Linked DNA regions of Zea mays: all the other regions are linked to region 1. The links are chromatin contacts, called in public Hi-C maps. All regions are on one chromosome and are shown on one strand. The core of a region is the stretch at or near the end of the contact, and the rest is flanking DNA. Distances in the headings are between cores, read along the strand shown.

What was found. A called contact is a pair of places that touch in the nucleus more often than the background predicts.
Region 2: a contact with region 1 is called in a Hi-C map of tassel, with 5 times the contacts expected there. The contact joins the promoter of LOC109946029 here to the promoter of LOC100280269 in region 1. A contact is called at or near these places in 3 of 25 Hi-C or Micro-C datasets (ear, leaf and tassel).
Region 3: a Hi-C map of ear shows a contact between it and region 1, with 1.9 times the contacts expected there. The contact joins the enhancer-like site here to the promoter of LOC100280269 in region 1. A contact is called at or near these places in 3 of 25 Hi-C or Micro-C datasets (ear, endosperm and tassel).

Annotation. Positions count from the first base shown.
Region 1 is chr4:84,749,567-84,754,492 of Zm-B73-REFERENCE-NAM-5.0, forward strand. It overlaps LOC100280269 (putative cytochrome P450 superfamily protein), which reads right to left and starts at 1,337. Exons shown (of 3, transcript NM_001153197.2): 1 at 551-1,337; 2 at 1-342. The coding sequence starts at 963.
Region 2 is chr4:85,291,382-85,296,185 of Zm-B73-REFERENCE-NAM-5.0, forward strand. It overlaps LOC109946029, which reads left to right and starts at 1,621. Exons shown (of 7, transcript XM_020552568.2): 1 at 1,621-3,070; 2 at 3,179-3,266. The coding sequence starts at 3,264. LOC103653467 (a long non-coding RNA gene) reads left to right here and starts at 3,273. Exons shown (of 2, transcript XR_565504.2): 1 at 3,273-4,804.
Region 3 is chr4:84,130,830-84,135,870 of Zm-B73-REFERENCE-NAM-5.0, forward strand. No RefSeq gene overlaps it. Among protein-coding and RNA genes, the nearest start is that of LOC103655377, 6.9 kb to the left of the region's middle. Within about 2 kb of position 1,987, at least 18 of the 20 cell types and tissues checked have an H3K27ac peak or open chromatin away from gene starts, as enhancers often do. A contact at or near this core is called in ear, endosperm and tassel, where this site is marked.

The DNA of each region.
Region 1 (4,926 bases), core at 87-2,586:
CGCGCCTTGTCCTGCCACGAAGGGTTCGTGGCGAGCAGCATGATGGCCCAGGTGAGGAGCAGCGCCGACGTCTCGTGCCCCGCGAAGAAGAATGTCTTGCACTCGTCGATCATCGTCTGGGCGTCGTACCCCAGGCCCAGCTCGCCGTTGCTAGACTTCGTCCTGTTCCTGTTCTTCTCCGTCTCGGCCAGCAGCATACCGAGGAGCCCCATGCCGCACGCCGACGACGGCGTCCGGCCCTCGTCCGCGATCTCGCGGCTGCGCTGGATGGACTCCTTGAGCAGCTGCTCCAGCTCCCCGTTCAGACGCTTTATTTCCCGCCTGTATTTGCTTGGGAAATACCTGGAATTTGATAAAATAAATAAGTATACTGATGAAAGGCGTGTGTGCACTGACGAGCAGGATCCAGTGACACTTTTCAGTGCGGCGGCCTGGTCCCACTTGTTAGTGTGCACTGGCACCGTCGTCTCGACGATGCTCTGTTTCTGTTTGCACGCGGCAGAAGCAGAGCATTCAGTTATAGTGTAAAATAAAAGGAAGGGGTGCTCACTGGCTGCCAGGGACCCAGAGATAGCGGCTGGAGCACGCCGTGAGGCGCTGCAGCTCCTCGATGAGCCGGAAGATGCGCTTCCCCGTGTCGTAGGTCGTGTCGAACTCAGTGCACGCGATGATGTCGCCGGCGAGCCTCGCCATGTGCGCGCCCACCTCCACCTCGTTCCCGTCCCGCGCCACCGCCTCCCGCAGCGCGCGCACCGTCCGCCGGGCGCAGTCCACCATGTGGCCGACCCTGCCTCGGAGCCTGTCAGCCATGAACGCCGGCGCAACCACGTGGCGCTGGTGCGACCACGTGGCGCCGTTGGCCATGATCAGGCCGCGGCCGATGAAGTGCTTGGCGCCCTGCCGCTGCAGCCACGACTTGCCGGTGACGTGCGCGTGCCTCGACGACAGCAGCTCCCGCACCATGCCCGCGTCCGTCACGCACACCCGTGGCTCGCTCCCGTACCAGTACACGAACCGCCTCCCTGCACAAGGCCAACCAAATAAAGCCTCCGGGCTCCGGTCAGGTCCGCCGGACAAGCATCAGCACCATGAACCCACCGCCCGGCCGGCAATGCATCGTGAGCCACTCACCGTACATCTTGGACCACTGGACGTAATGGGGCAGAAGGCGGCCGACGATGTCGTGGCTCAGGCAGCTCATGTCACCGGCGGTGGCCCTGGAGACGAGAGCAGAGACGTCGTGGAGGTTCCCGACGAGGAGACGCGGCGGCGGGCCGTGGACGCCCTGGCCGGCCAGGATCGTCCGGATCCTCGCCGGCGTGAGGTAGTAGCAGGAGACAGTGATCCATGCCGCCCTTGTCAGCAAGAACAAGAGTGGCGACGCCAGCACAAGGCCGACCACGCCCAATGCCATGCTGGCCTTGCGCCCTTGCCTTGTCCCGTTCGCAGCTGCCACTACCGGCGCACCCTGCATGTGTGTGTGTGTGTGTGTATATATATATATATATATATATATATATATATATATATATATATATATATATATATATATATATATATATATATATATATATATATATATATATATATATATATATATATATATATATATATATATATATATATATATATATATATATATATATATATATATATATATATATATATATATATATAACGAGGTGGCACATCCAATGTGCAACTAACAAGGCTAGGAGTGAATTTCACAAGAAACAGTTTAAATTCAGAACTGTGAAACAAACACGATGCCCTTGTTTCGAACAACCTGCAGTTTCTTGTTCGCTGGTCACATCTGTTTGTGGTGGCGATCAGCTGAGCGCGAGAAAGCAGTTTTTGACCGACTTTTGACGGGAAAGCATAGGCCAATTTGGTAGATTTTGAGGGTTAGTTTGTGGTGCGTTAGTGAGTGGGGGGGAGTGCTTGGGCATAAAGTGGCAAACCGGCATGGTTAAGATAACCGCATTAGTTAAGTACAACTGGTGTGGCAATCAGTCCTGCCACTAGGTGAAAAGAGGCAGCATATCTTCATTACTGGAACAGATTGTTTATGGCAAAAGGCGTCTCAGTTGGTGCCTTGATTTGGGCTTCTGGGTTTCATTAGAGTCTTGATAAGCATGCAGTGGGGTGGGGGTACAAATATCTGGTTAGTTCATTCAATCACCACAGTTAGTAGCTGCAGAAGGAACAAGCCTCTTTTTATCTGAATTCACAACTCACATTTGAATTGAATCGTGGCAGCCAATTCATGTAGACAAAGCCGGCTGTTTAGATTGCTACCGCTGCAATCCATAGAGACAAAAACACTATAGAAACAGTAGAAGCCGGTATAGATTAAAGGAACGAACAGGCTGAAAGGTTGAAGTCCACCGCAAACAAAAAAAATGTGAATTCAGCAGTTGAAAAAAAAATGTCTGTTGTGTAAGCAGTAAGCACATGGTAAAGTCGTTCCTTCAAAGATAATATTTTTCTGTGTGACTTGATTCTTTTCTGAGTTCACTTTCAGTCATCGCCATTGGCGCCATATAATATATGTTCCGAAACAGGGCTCTTATAGAGGTCAAAGGCCACAAGGTCTTTTTCAGCGAGTAATGCACCCGAAACTGAAAGCTGGAGGATGGGATTATAGAATCCGTTGAGATAAGCCCGCCCTCGGTTTCTCCTGCAGCTTAGGACTCAAGCCAGGCGGATGTATTTGGCTCCTGGACCTCTGTTCTGTGAAACATGCACTGCACCTCTTCACATGCCAGGCAGTTAGTTTTCTTCGCTTCAGAGTGCTGCTCTTTACCTCACACTGAACATAGACAGAGGCTTCTTCTGCAGGCCTACTAATCCGGGACACGTGAGAACAGAAACCAAGGAGGATGCCATGCATACAATACTCTCCTTTCAAAAGATTTATAAGCCATTCCGACATTTTCAGATTAAGTAAGTCATACATCTGAATATAGTGTGTCTAGATATATAGCTTCACATGTGAATTTTTTATTTTCTGGATCTATCTAATTTGCAACCTAGATATCATGCTTCACATACACAACATTTTCCTCTTGAACCTGCCTATTATTTCATTAATCAGTAACAGGTAAAAAAATATCTGATTATTATTTCATTCAGCATTAAAGGTAAAAAAAATCAGATTACACCCTCACGACCTTTGATATACTATTAGTTGTCGTTTAGGATAGCGACACGGTCTCTAAAATATAACTTTGATCAATATATTTTTGTTAAAATACAAACTCTTAATACATTTATACTTTTATAAAAGTACTTGTTAAGATAAATCGGTGTATATAAACATTATGTTTCAAAACTACATAATAAAATAGTTATTTATATTTAAAATTTTATAAGTTTGACTTAAACCTTGTCTAAAACGATAAATAATAGGACATCGAAGCTAAACTGTCATTTTTATTATTAATAGGTAAAAAGCGACCCATTTACAGCGTCCATGACCTAATAGCTAACGTCCCCCAAAATAAGTTTTGTTGTAGATCAAAACAGAGTATCAGACTGAGAGTTGTTCCACTGTGTCGGTGCTTTGCTGCATCAGTAGAAGGGACAAACGGAAAGGGCGTAGGCTTCTAAGACAGATGAAAGTTGTGCATGCATTCCTTCGAGAGCAACCCAGGTGACAGTGGCGCCTTTATTTATTCACAATTGGCATCCAAAACTATTCAACTGAGCACACATCTCGAAAACAAAAAGATTGCTTACTAGGCACATTTCATCTTATTACTTTGAAAGTCCTTCACGAGCGCTTACGACGAAGCAGATAATATATTGCAATGTCACGACAACGCATCATCGTGAAATTTGGTAGCAAACAAGGTTGCAACTGCAAATCTGGTGAAATACTTGCCATACCCCCACCCACCCAAAAAAATGTCATGTTTGAGAAAAAAGTGGAGCACATGTTTGAGAAAAAAGTTTGAGAAAAACGGGAAACATTCTCGTCACGTTCTTCGTGGCACCCGTTAAACTTACACGTGACGATATTTTTATGTAATAATTAATAATAAAAATAAATAAATATCAAATCACTCACTATACAAATATATTTATTTTGATGTACATATAATGATTTCTTAGATCTAACAATATTTATAGGTAACAATATTTTGCATTAGTAACATATGAAGTACGTTCTAATCTCTACTACTATTAAGGCTGCAAGAGTAGTCGGCCATTCCCGTGTTCTGTCACCATTCTCATTCCCATATCTGTCATTCTCATTCTTTATTCTGTCTTTCTCATTCCCTCCTCCCGCAAAGCTCATTCTCATTCCCCCGTACAGCCCACGTCTAGCTAAAATTAAAAAAAACACATGTCCTCCTCAAGGGGATTTGAACCTGTGACCTCTTAAGCAAAGGCTAAGAGTAGCTACCACTACACCACATATGTGTTTATATCTACATCTATGACAGAAAACACATCTACTACATCTCTCACCAAGCTCACTTGCTACCTTGCACAATGCGTAGTAGTAGATAAGTATCACCGAGATTCTTGAATTAGATTTTTGGATGGAGGCAATATTATTTAAAGAAGAGCTTTGCATTCAATTTCTTTTGTTTGAATAATGTATTATACTTAAATTCCTTTTTTGCATGCGTGACATTTTTCTCCGTAATATTTTTTCCATAGATCAGACTTCTGAGTCATTTTCATAAACCAACGCCAAGCATGAATCCATGTTTCTTACTTGAAACCCCGAACAAACACCATAAGCAGGAGGCACTCACGTTAGTGTCACTCATCGATGACGAGAAGAAGCTTAGCGACTGTCAGTTCGACCTCTGGAAGCAGTCCTACGTGGTCGCATGCGCCGCTGTATACGACAAGCTCTCGTGAAGCCACCACTTAGACGCGGTCCAGAGCAGCTGCACCGCACTGTCCATC
Region 2 (4,804 bases), core at 371-2,870, 540 kb after region 1:
TGCGAAAGGGGGATAAAATATTAAGCCCAAAGCAAAAGGACCGCACAACTACCATTTCAAAAAATTTCAAAATGAAGTTTTACTTGGTATTTTCGATTGGTATCTAATTTACAATTAATCCTTCAATTGGTATCTTTAAAAATCAAACCTTAATTTGGTATCTATTTCAAAACCCTCTAAGAGGAGAAGTTCATTCAGGGGGAGTTTTATTTAGTCAAAGGAAAAGCATTTGAAACAGGGGGAGAGTTTTCAAATCTTGAAAAATGCTTCTTGCAATCTTATTCATATACCTTTGACTATTTGCAAAAAGACTTTGAAAAGATTTTCCAAAAGTATTTGCTAAAACAAAACAAGTGGTGCAAATGTGGTCCAAAATGTTAAATAAAAGAAAAAGCAATCCATTCATATTTAGTGAGATATTCAATTGGTTTAACTCCCAAGTAACCTATGCACATTCTAAATGCAAACTAGTTACATTTCTACACTTTATATTTGCTTTGGTTTGTGTTATCATCAATCACCAAAAAGGGGGAGATTGAAAGGGAAATAGGGTTAACCTTTTCCTAGAATTCATGTATTACAGGTGCATAAGGTTCAACACAAACCAATAAAAGATTCGAGTTAGGGACTCAATTTAAAAAGAGCAAAAGGAATCGAGTGGGCTGAAAAATGGCGCACCGGACTGTCCGGTGTGCCACCGGACTGTGTCCGGTGCACCAGGGCCGTACAGGTGTCAACCAACCACTCTCGGGAAAACGAAGGCGCGCTCCGCTATAATTCACCGGACTGTCCGGTGTGCCACTAGACTGTCCGATGAGCCAGCGGGCAACGACTATCCAGCGCCAACGTTCGACTCTGCAAAGTGCTACAGTGAGCCACAGTGCTGCGGCAGAAGTCAGAGCCGCGAAGTCAGAGGGCACCGGACTGTCCGGTGTGGCACCAGACTATCCGATGCCGCAAGAGGAAAAAGCTCCAACGATCGACTTCGCTCTGAACCCTAACGATTGGGTGACATGGCGGGGAACCGGACAGTGCACAGTGCCTGTCCGGTGGCGCACCGGACTGTCCGGTGCGCCCATCGCCAGCAGCCTCCCCAACTGCTACCTAAGTGGTTGGGGGCTATAAATACCCCCAACCACCACAACATTGAGCATCCAAGTTTTCTGAAGATCACATTCAATACAAAGAGCTCTAGCATTCACTCCAAAACACAATACAAAAGATCAAATCACCTCTAAGCCCCAAATTCATTCCAAACACTTAGTGGCTTGTGAGAGAGAGATTTTTGTGTTCATTTGAGTTCTTGTCGTTTGGATTGCCTTTCTTTTTTTCCCATTCTTATTCTCAAGTGATTTGCAAGCGAGGCAAGAGACACCAAGTGTGTGGTAGTCCTTGCGAGGTCTTAGTGACCCGTGAGATTAAGGAAGAAGGCTCACTCGGTCTAAGTGACCGTTTGAGAGAGGGAAAGGGTTGAAATGGATCCAGTCTTTGTGACCTCCTCAATAGGGACTAGGTTCTTTGGAACCGAACCTCGGTAAAACAAATCACCGTGTTCACTCGCTTTATTTCTTGGTTGATTTGTTTTCCCTCTCTTCCCGACTTGAATTTAATTCTAACGCTATCCCCCGACCTTAGTGCGCGTTTAAAGTTATAAATTTCAAGTTTCGCCTATTCACCCCCTCTAGGCGACTTTCAGAGATGATCCAAGACGCCAGTAAGATCGTTTGTTTTAATTGATGTTTTTTTGTTTGTATAGAATTGATTGATGACCATGGCCATGGATATATCTTCCCTCATCTTCATGAAGGGAAGATTTGGGGAAGGAGGTAGTAATTGGTTTTTATGTCGATATGATTAGAGAGTACTCCTGATTAGACCCTCTTTTTTTCCCATGTGTTCATCTTATTTTTCTTCCATGGTCTTTTTTGCTTGTTCATCTAAGACGTCGGTGGGCATGAATCTATTTTCCCCATTTGATTAGACGCTCTTTTTTCCCATGTGTCCATCTTATTTTTTGTAGTTGGCCCCACATGCTCAAGCGACGAGGAAAGCTTCATACATCGTTGGAATGGATCCACACCAGAGCGTGCATCCGACCTTGGCGCTCTTCGGCCGAGCAGCACACCAGAGCGCGCATCCGAACTCTCGTTCGGTGGGGTGGGGGACGGCTCGCCATATAAATTTCCGTCTCCTGCTCCGACCGAAGTGGCGCCCCAACGTGCAAACTACTGCCGCCCTCGCCCTCCTCCGGTACCACGTTTTCAGAACGCCCGATCAATCACGAATCGTGATTAATCGACGATTAATCGCCTGATCATAACTTCGGAGGCGATTAGGGCTAACGGCGTGATCAAATAAGTGATAGTGCGATTAACCGCGACTAATCGTCAGATCAACACATGGACGATCAGGCCCGCGTCTGCTTTGAAAATTGGAATTTTGGCCCGGTGGCCCACTTGACTTGCCAACTATTTTGGCCCACCAGCTCAGCCCATATTCCCTTTTCCCACGTGAACACAGGCAGCTGCAACTGCAACGCGTGAAGCCGTGAACACGGGCACACCAGTACGACAGTACCACGCCACATGAACTCGTGAAGAATAGAGCCGCCACTGAGGAACCCTAGCGACGGCGGCGCGCTACCGGTGACATCGTCCAACTCGGCCCCTCCATCCCCGACGCGGCGGCGCCAGCGTGCAAGTACGATTCCCTTCTCAGTCTCCACGGCTCCACCAGGGCACCAGTCCATCTCTTATCCCCCGTCCCCAGTCCCGTTCATCTCTACAGGTGTTAGGATACTTGGATTGGAGTCGAGTGCTAGGCTGCTAGTGCTAGTGTTCAAAGCCTGAAGCCATGTCCATGGGCGTGTGGTTGTTGCCTGTTTGTCCACCGGCAGTTCAAAGCCTGAAGCCATGTCCTGGCGGCCGCGAAGAACCTGCGCAGTGCGCACGGAGGCCGCCTCGGGAGCGCAGAGCGATTAATCGGGCTGATCGTCGACTAATCGTAATTAGTCGGCTGATCGCCCTTCTGGCGATCAGAGGCTAATCGCCGATCTGAAAACTTTGCTCTGGTACGCTCCTCTGCATGTGTACTCTTTCGCTACACAGTCTATATGGGATTGGGTATTCCTATTCTGTTCTGGATCTGAGCCTTTCTTTTGGGTATTCCTATTTTGTAGCTGGTGCTGCAACGGATTCGGAACCTGCTGCTGCGATGGATCCGGGACCTGGTTGCTGTAACGCATTCAGCTCCTGCTGCTCTTAATGATAAGTATCTGCACAACTTATCCAGAGTTCATACAGCATATTAATAAGAACAGAAGCCACAACTTAGTAAATAGCTCATCCAGTTTTCCTGACCGAAGCATTTCTTGTGGAAATATCTGATATTTAGAAGAAAGCAAAATGGTTGGCCAGGAAGACATAAACATAATTAACAAGTCCGATGAAGTTGGCAGCTCAGAATCTTTCCTCTTCCTGCAATAGGCAAATAGTGTGACAAAAATGATCTAGACAAATGATGTTCAAATCAAGCTTGCTTCTACAAATAAGAGAAAGTAGTTGTGCTATATTTACTCAGGAAAGAATTGCCAAAAGCAGGCACCGGTAATAATCTCCAAATTCCAAATGCATATGAAAAAAAGTATTGACAATCCATTGTTCATGGGCCTACTGCTTACCTTCACTACTCTATCGTTCATAAGCCTATTGCTTATCTTTCACTAAGTAGCCTGAAGGATACATTACTGTTCTGGTTGGATAAATAGGCTGCTCTCCCAGTAGTGAAATGCTAATGCTAACAAGATTAAAGTGAAGAACTTGCATACATGCCGCAAATACGTGTGCAACCAGCAAAAATTTAGTTAGGTGATAGATAAAATCCAGCAGCAATATTACCTAACAGAGGTACTTGGAGGACTGAGAGGGGAGGAAGGGCATGGGATAGCTGGACCTTACATTGGTCAAGTAAGCGCCTCGGTTCCAATGACATCCTCCCTCCCATTGGTATACTGAGAAAATGACTCCACTCTCCTGGTGCTCATGTCAATGGTGACCAGCCACATCTTCTTTCTCACGTAACCGAACTCGCTGATGACAAAGTGCGCTACATGTGGCCTGTCCATGTTGACTTGGGGGAACATGAGAATGTCATCCATTTTGGATTGTCTGGTAGGGATATTGGCTACGAGACCTATGAAAGTCTGGATACCAGGAAAACGAGCGAAATTGCTGACTCGCTCCTAGGAAGCTTGCGGTAGGCGCCCGGGGTTGGCATACCAAAGCTCATTGGAGGTGACCGTGTAGTCCTCTTCCCACACACCCCCGACCATGTTCGGCTCCGTGATGTTGCATAACATGAGGTAGTGGCACCTAATAGTGAAGCCAACACCAGCCTTGAGTGCCCCATAGCCAACCTTGTCGTTGTGGGCGACATTGGTGAACAGGAGTGCACCCTCGTCACGGGTGGTCGTCACGGTGCGGTACAACCAGCATCAGTCCTTGCTGCGAGTGTTGTTGTCAGGAAACTTGTCCAGAGGGAATTGGCTGAAGACAACAGTAAGACAATCCACAAAACTTCCGAAATCAAATGTAGGATTTGAGTTTCTCTAGAGGATTTGAGTTTCCAAACTAGGATCAAACGAGAATATCATCAAATGAAACAAGTGCGAACTTTGAAACGCGGTTTCATAGTCTTCACCGGCCGTCAGTCTGATCTGACGGAAACCTACTGCGCGCAAATCAAATCAAGACAGGAAAACCAGCAAGAGTGTGCCAGCTCATACAACAACTTGTCAGCGATAGGA
Region 3 (5,041 bases), core at 737-3,236, 620 kb before region 1:
TCCCCGCTTGCCGCTTCTGGGTAAGGTAATCTCTCCCTAGCTTACTTAATTACTTGGATAAGGGTGTCCCATTCCACCCTTGTGGTAGCACTATTTTCTCAGGTGGTTTTCCATGTTCCAATTAACAATATGATCTTATCATGAACAGTAATTAAACTACAACATAATTGGAACATGATCATAATAAAACATTAGTTTCCCAAAACCAGATAGAGAAATAGTAAATATACCCAATAATTCATCTGTTTGCAAGGTGGGGAATAAATAATGCTTGGGAAACCTATTAGGTCCCATCAAATTAACCTGAGTATATCACAGTGATTAACATGAACATTATTAGGTAGAGAAAAGTGATCAAGGGCACAACTTGCCTGAGACTCAAGATTCCCAGGTACCAACTTACTCCTCAAGTGACTCGTAGCAATACAAACAAACAGTGTATAGGCAAATTTAACATCATACCAAACATAAGGACAAACTGCATAATAATATTCTATGCATTGCTATGAGGACGTAGGTTCGAGAACCACTAAATTCAGAGTTACGGTTAAGAGGATATGATTTTCCAAAGATTTAGGTGATTAAACAATAAAAGATAAATTATATGTTAATTAATATAAATCATGTGAGAAGAATATTATTAATGAATAACTAACTCAATTTTTTTAAACTAAGTTATAACTTGAGTAGAGACCATATCTTAGCTAGATTATGATTATAGTCAGATTGACTTTTAACTAGAATGATTAATTCACTACCATAAGTCAAATAAATATTCATTTATAAAAGTATGTGGAATGATATAGACAATGTTTTTAACGTGTAAACAGTTTTATTGTGAAGCTAACGCAACTGAAATGGGTCAAATCAGAGTTACTATGGAATAGTTATGAATTAAATAGGTTCCTAGGTCACTTTACTATTATTATTACAGTATAAATACTTTCCTGGGTCTAAACTGCAAAGTACTCATTTTAATCATATTTTTGTACTACTGAAATTGGTTAGCATGTTTATTCCTAAAAACTACAGGGGCTTATAAGCGAAATTGCTATGGCAAAGGGGTACCGACCAATGAGATCCGTTCAATCACCAACGGATGGCACCGATTAGATCGCTATTTAATCGAACCGGTATGCACTGAGAATCAATGATCTCGAGATCAACGACCCAGATTTTAAACACTGAGATCAAATCTTACGCGCATAATTTGGATCGGACGGTCGAGATCAAAATCCGAACCGATACCCACCATCGGCCGCACGATCCTGTATCGATGGACCAGATTTTATTTCTGAACCAGTAACTCTAGAATCAATCCTAGCCATTAACCAAGCGATCGACGGACGAGACCACGCCACCAACCCCAGCCGAACACGGCGGCGCCGCAAGGCATACCCGCGGCGGAGCTTCACCGGCGGCCACACAATGTGACGCCAAACCGTCCCAACCTTGAAATTGATCGGTGCTAAACTTAGAGGGGAAGATAGCGAACATGCCGAGAGGGGTCTCACCGGCGGCGGCGGTGGATACGGTGTTGCCCAAGATGAGGTGTGGTAACGCGATGGAGATAGTTCATCAGTGAACAATCCGCCATCGTTAGCACAAGATCCGAGCACATCGAGGTCGCAGGCGCCATCGACGCACCCTAGAGAGTCGCCCAGACCATACGCCCGAGCTCGAGCGATGGTGTTCCCAGGTTCTCCCGTGGCGGCATCCCGGGTCCTCACAGCGGCGCTGGCGGCCCACGGTCGACAACACCGATGAATGAGGAGAGGGGCACGGGATTCCTCATATATGCTCCGCCTAGGAAGAAGCCTAGCGCGAGCGATGGTTGGGGCAGGCGCGAGATACTCGGCGGAGAGCTTGCACCGGGTTCGGTTGAAGACGATCTTGACCACCCGGCCCCGCCTGCCAGCGAAGGACGCGAGTGAGAGCATGGCAGGGATGCTGTCCCAGCAGCCCCACTGTGTAGTGGCAGGTGACACCCAGACACGCGCATTAGCAAGGCTGGGCCACGAGGCCTTTTGAGATTTGGCCAAGACAAGGGTGAGGGTGAGCAAGCCGACTGGGAAATGGGCCCAAACAATGATTTCCTTTTTCCTTGTATTTTTCTGTTTTCCTTTTATTTTCTATTTTCAAGTTTGATTTTCAAACAAATTAATAAACTCAAATCAAGGTCTGAGTATCCAACTAAATGCACCAGCCAAAAATCCCAATATGAATGCAAAAGTACAATTTTATTTATTCATTATTTTTTGCACATGCTTTTAAACATACAACTCATATGATGAATAAAAAAGGATTCATTTTAGGACAATAATATCTATCATGTGACTTTTACTGAAAGATAATTTACCCTATACATTCTAGAGAATGTCTCTTAAATATATTATTCAAATAAGTAATTTATTTCATATGAAAATCTTTTCACTTTTCATTTGGTCACTTTAATTTCTTTATTATACACACATGGATTTATTTAACATCTTGGAATAACTTTTCCTAAATTACCCAAAATATGATTCTGGGGTGTTACAGTTGCCATGCGAACTGGACGATTATCTTGGAGGAACTGGACGAGCGCGCTTTCCCATTGGTCGTCGAGGCTGGAACTGATGACTGTGGTCTTGCGTTCGTCTGAGAATCCAAGGTTGATTCTTTTAGTTTCTTCGATCGACCGCATAGAGGTCACGACCGGGGCTTTATTCGGAGGGATTGTAAAATCTTCTTCCACCGGCTTTCCATCAACTTGTGCGGGAAGGGCTACCGAGGGCCCAGCAGTGAGAGCCGTCTGAATGGCACCACAGAAGCATTCTGTGGCGCCTTCGAAGTCAGCACGCACGGTGATGATCCCTTTAGGACCTGACATTTTCAGTATCATATATGGGAAGTGTGGGATGTCCATGAATTTCGCCAACCGCGGTCTCACAATAATGGCGTTGTACCCGCAGTCGAAACACGCCACCTCAAACCTCAGGAACTCAGTTCGGTAGTTCTCTGGGGTTCCAAAGGTGACAGACATGTAGATGTGTCCTACTGGGTACTCCCCTTCAGTCGGCACGATCCCAAAGAAAGGAGTATTCGACTCAGTGAGATCATCGATGGTGACCCCTAGGGCCTGAAGCGTTCGGGGAAAGGTGACGTTGATGCTGCTACCACCATCCACCAGTACCTTCTTAACACGACTTTCCTAGATTATAGGGTCGACGAGTAGTGGGTATTTGTCGGGGTGATCGAAGTTAAGCCACTGATCAGCTCGGCTGAAGGATATTGTGTGCTCTGACCATCGGAAAGGAGCTAGAGCGCTGTTTGTGGCCACTAGAACTTGCCGATCATTAAGTTTTTGTTGCATTTTGCTTTCTTGCGCGCGTGGCCTCCGAATATGGCATTGACCTCCCTATTGATGCGCAGGAAAGCTCTGCCTCTACCCCCTTCCTGCTGCTGAGGCTTCCTAGGCTCATTAGGTTCTCCTCGAGGTGGGGGAGGCGGTAGCGGCTGGATTGGTCGGCCATGCCCGATGGAGTTTTTGAAATCCCTGCAGTCCCACAGGGTGTGCCGCATGTACTTGTGTACAGGCACTAGGAGACGAGGATCTCATCCAGTGTCCTTACCCCTCCGCGGGGTGCACCGTGGGCTCGAGCGACAGGTGGCCCAGCGGTGTGTACCTCCTCCCAGGGTCTCTTCTCCTAGCGTTTGTCTGGTTGCTGGTTTGTGTCCCTTCGTGGTGCTAGTGGTACGAGCTTTGTGCCTCCAATGAGGTCTTGAGCCCGCTCATCCGCCGTGATGTAGACGTCCACCTCCCAGAACAATTGTTCAGAGGTGGCAGGTGCTTTTTGAAGTATGGCTTGAGCGAAAATCGGATCGTTGGATCCCTGATAGAAGTCTTCGATCACAGCCGCCTCAACAACCTCAGGGATACGGTTTCTCATTGTTTGAAATCTTCTGAGGAATGAACAAAGAGTTTCATCATTCTGTCGTCTGATGGATTTGAGGTCCCACGGCTGCGCTGGTTTATCGGAGAGGGACTAAAAGTTCGTGATAAACTGAGGATTGAAATCTCCCCAATCATCGATGCAATGACGGGGCAGATCCGGAGCCATTGTAGCGCATCCTGCCCTAGAATGATGGGCATGTACGCCATCATGATGTCCTCCGTTGCTCCAGCAGCCCGAGCGGTGGTAGTGTAGACAGCCGGCCAACCCCGGGTCCTGCATGGGTTCGTATTTGTCGATGTTAGATACTTTGAAATTGGGAGGCCATTGGATGGCTCGAAGACGACGGGTGAGCCCGGAGATCCCACACGTATCCTCCTGTCAATGATCACGCCGTCGATCCCAGGGAGGGGAGCGAGTGTTAGGTCACCTCGACCGTCCCCGGACTGGACTGTTAGTGGAGGCTGCTGCTAATTCAATCCTGGTCGTGCGGCTGTGTGTCGTTACACCATGATCGCGGTCGTATTCCTCCCGGTACCTTATTTCATTCTCATGCCGATGATTGCATGAAGAACTGATGTTGCTCCGTGCGCCTCGTCGGCTGTTGATGGCATGACGTAGATCGTTTGGTGGGTGGGCGAGAGGTAGAAGATGATTGGCCGTCTGAGTAAGCACCCACCGATAGCCCTCCGCGTCTAGGGTTCGCGGGAGGCCGTCGACTATCTACGCTAGGACCCCTCCAACTTTGCTCGGCGTGTTCAATGCTCGGGCAAAGTCAGGGTACATGTTTTAGGCAAGGAGCGAATTTTCCCATCGAAGCCTAGCATCTTGCTCATCTAGCTGCCGCTCGCATTCCAGAGCTTGACGACAGTCTCGGCGGCGGGAGTTGCGCCGTTCTCGATGTGTTCTTTCATCAGGAGTCTCCCCCATCTCTGAGGCTTCGTACCGAGAGACAGGTTGTGCCAGGTCCCGTTCTCCGGCTTCATGATGTCGCCGCACATTTCAGCGCTTGTTTCTCCATCGCCGAGCATCGCGCTAGGGAGTTTCTTACCCTAGCACGGTGGGTTCATCGTCAGAGATGGGTGATGACTCCAGTCTCCCCTGAA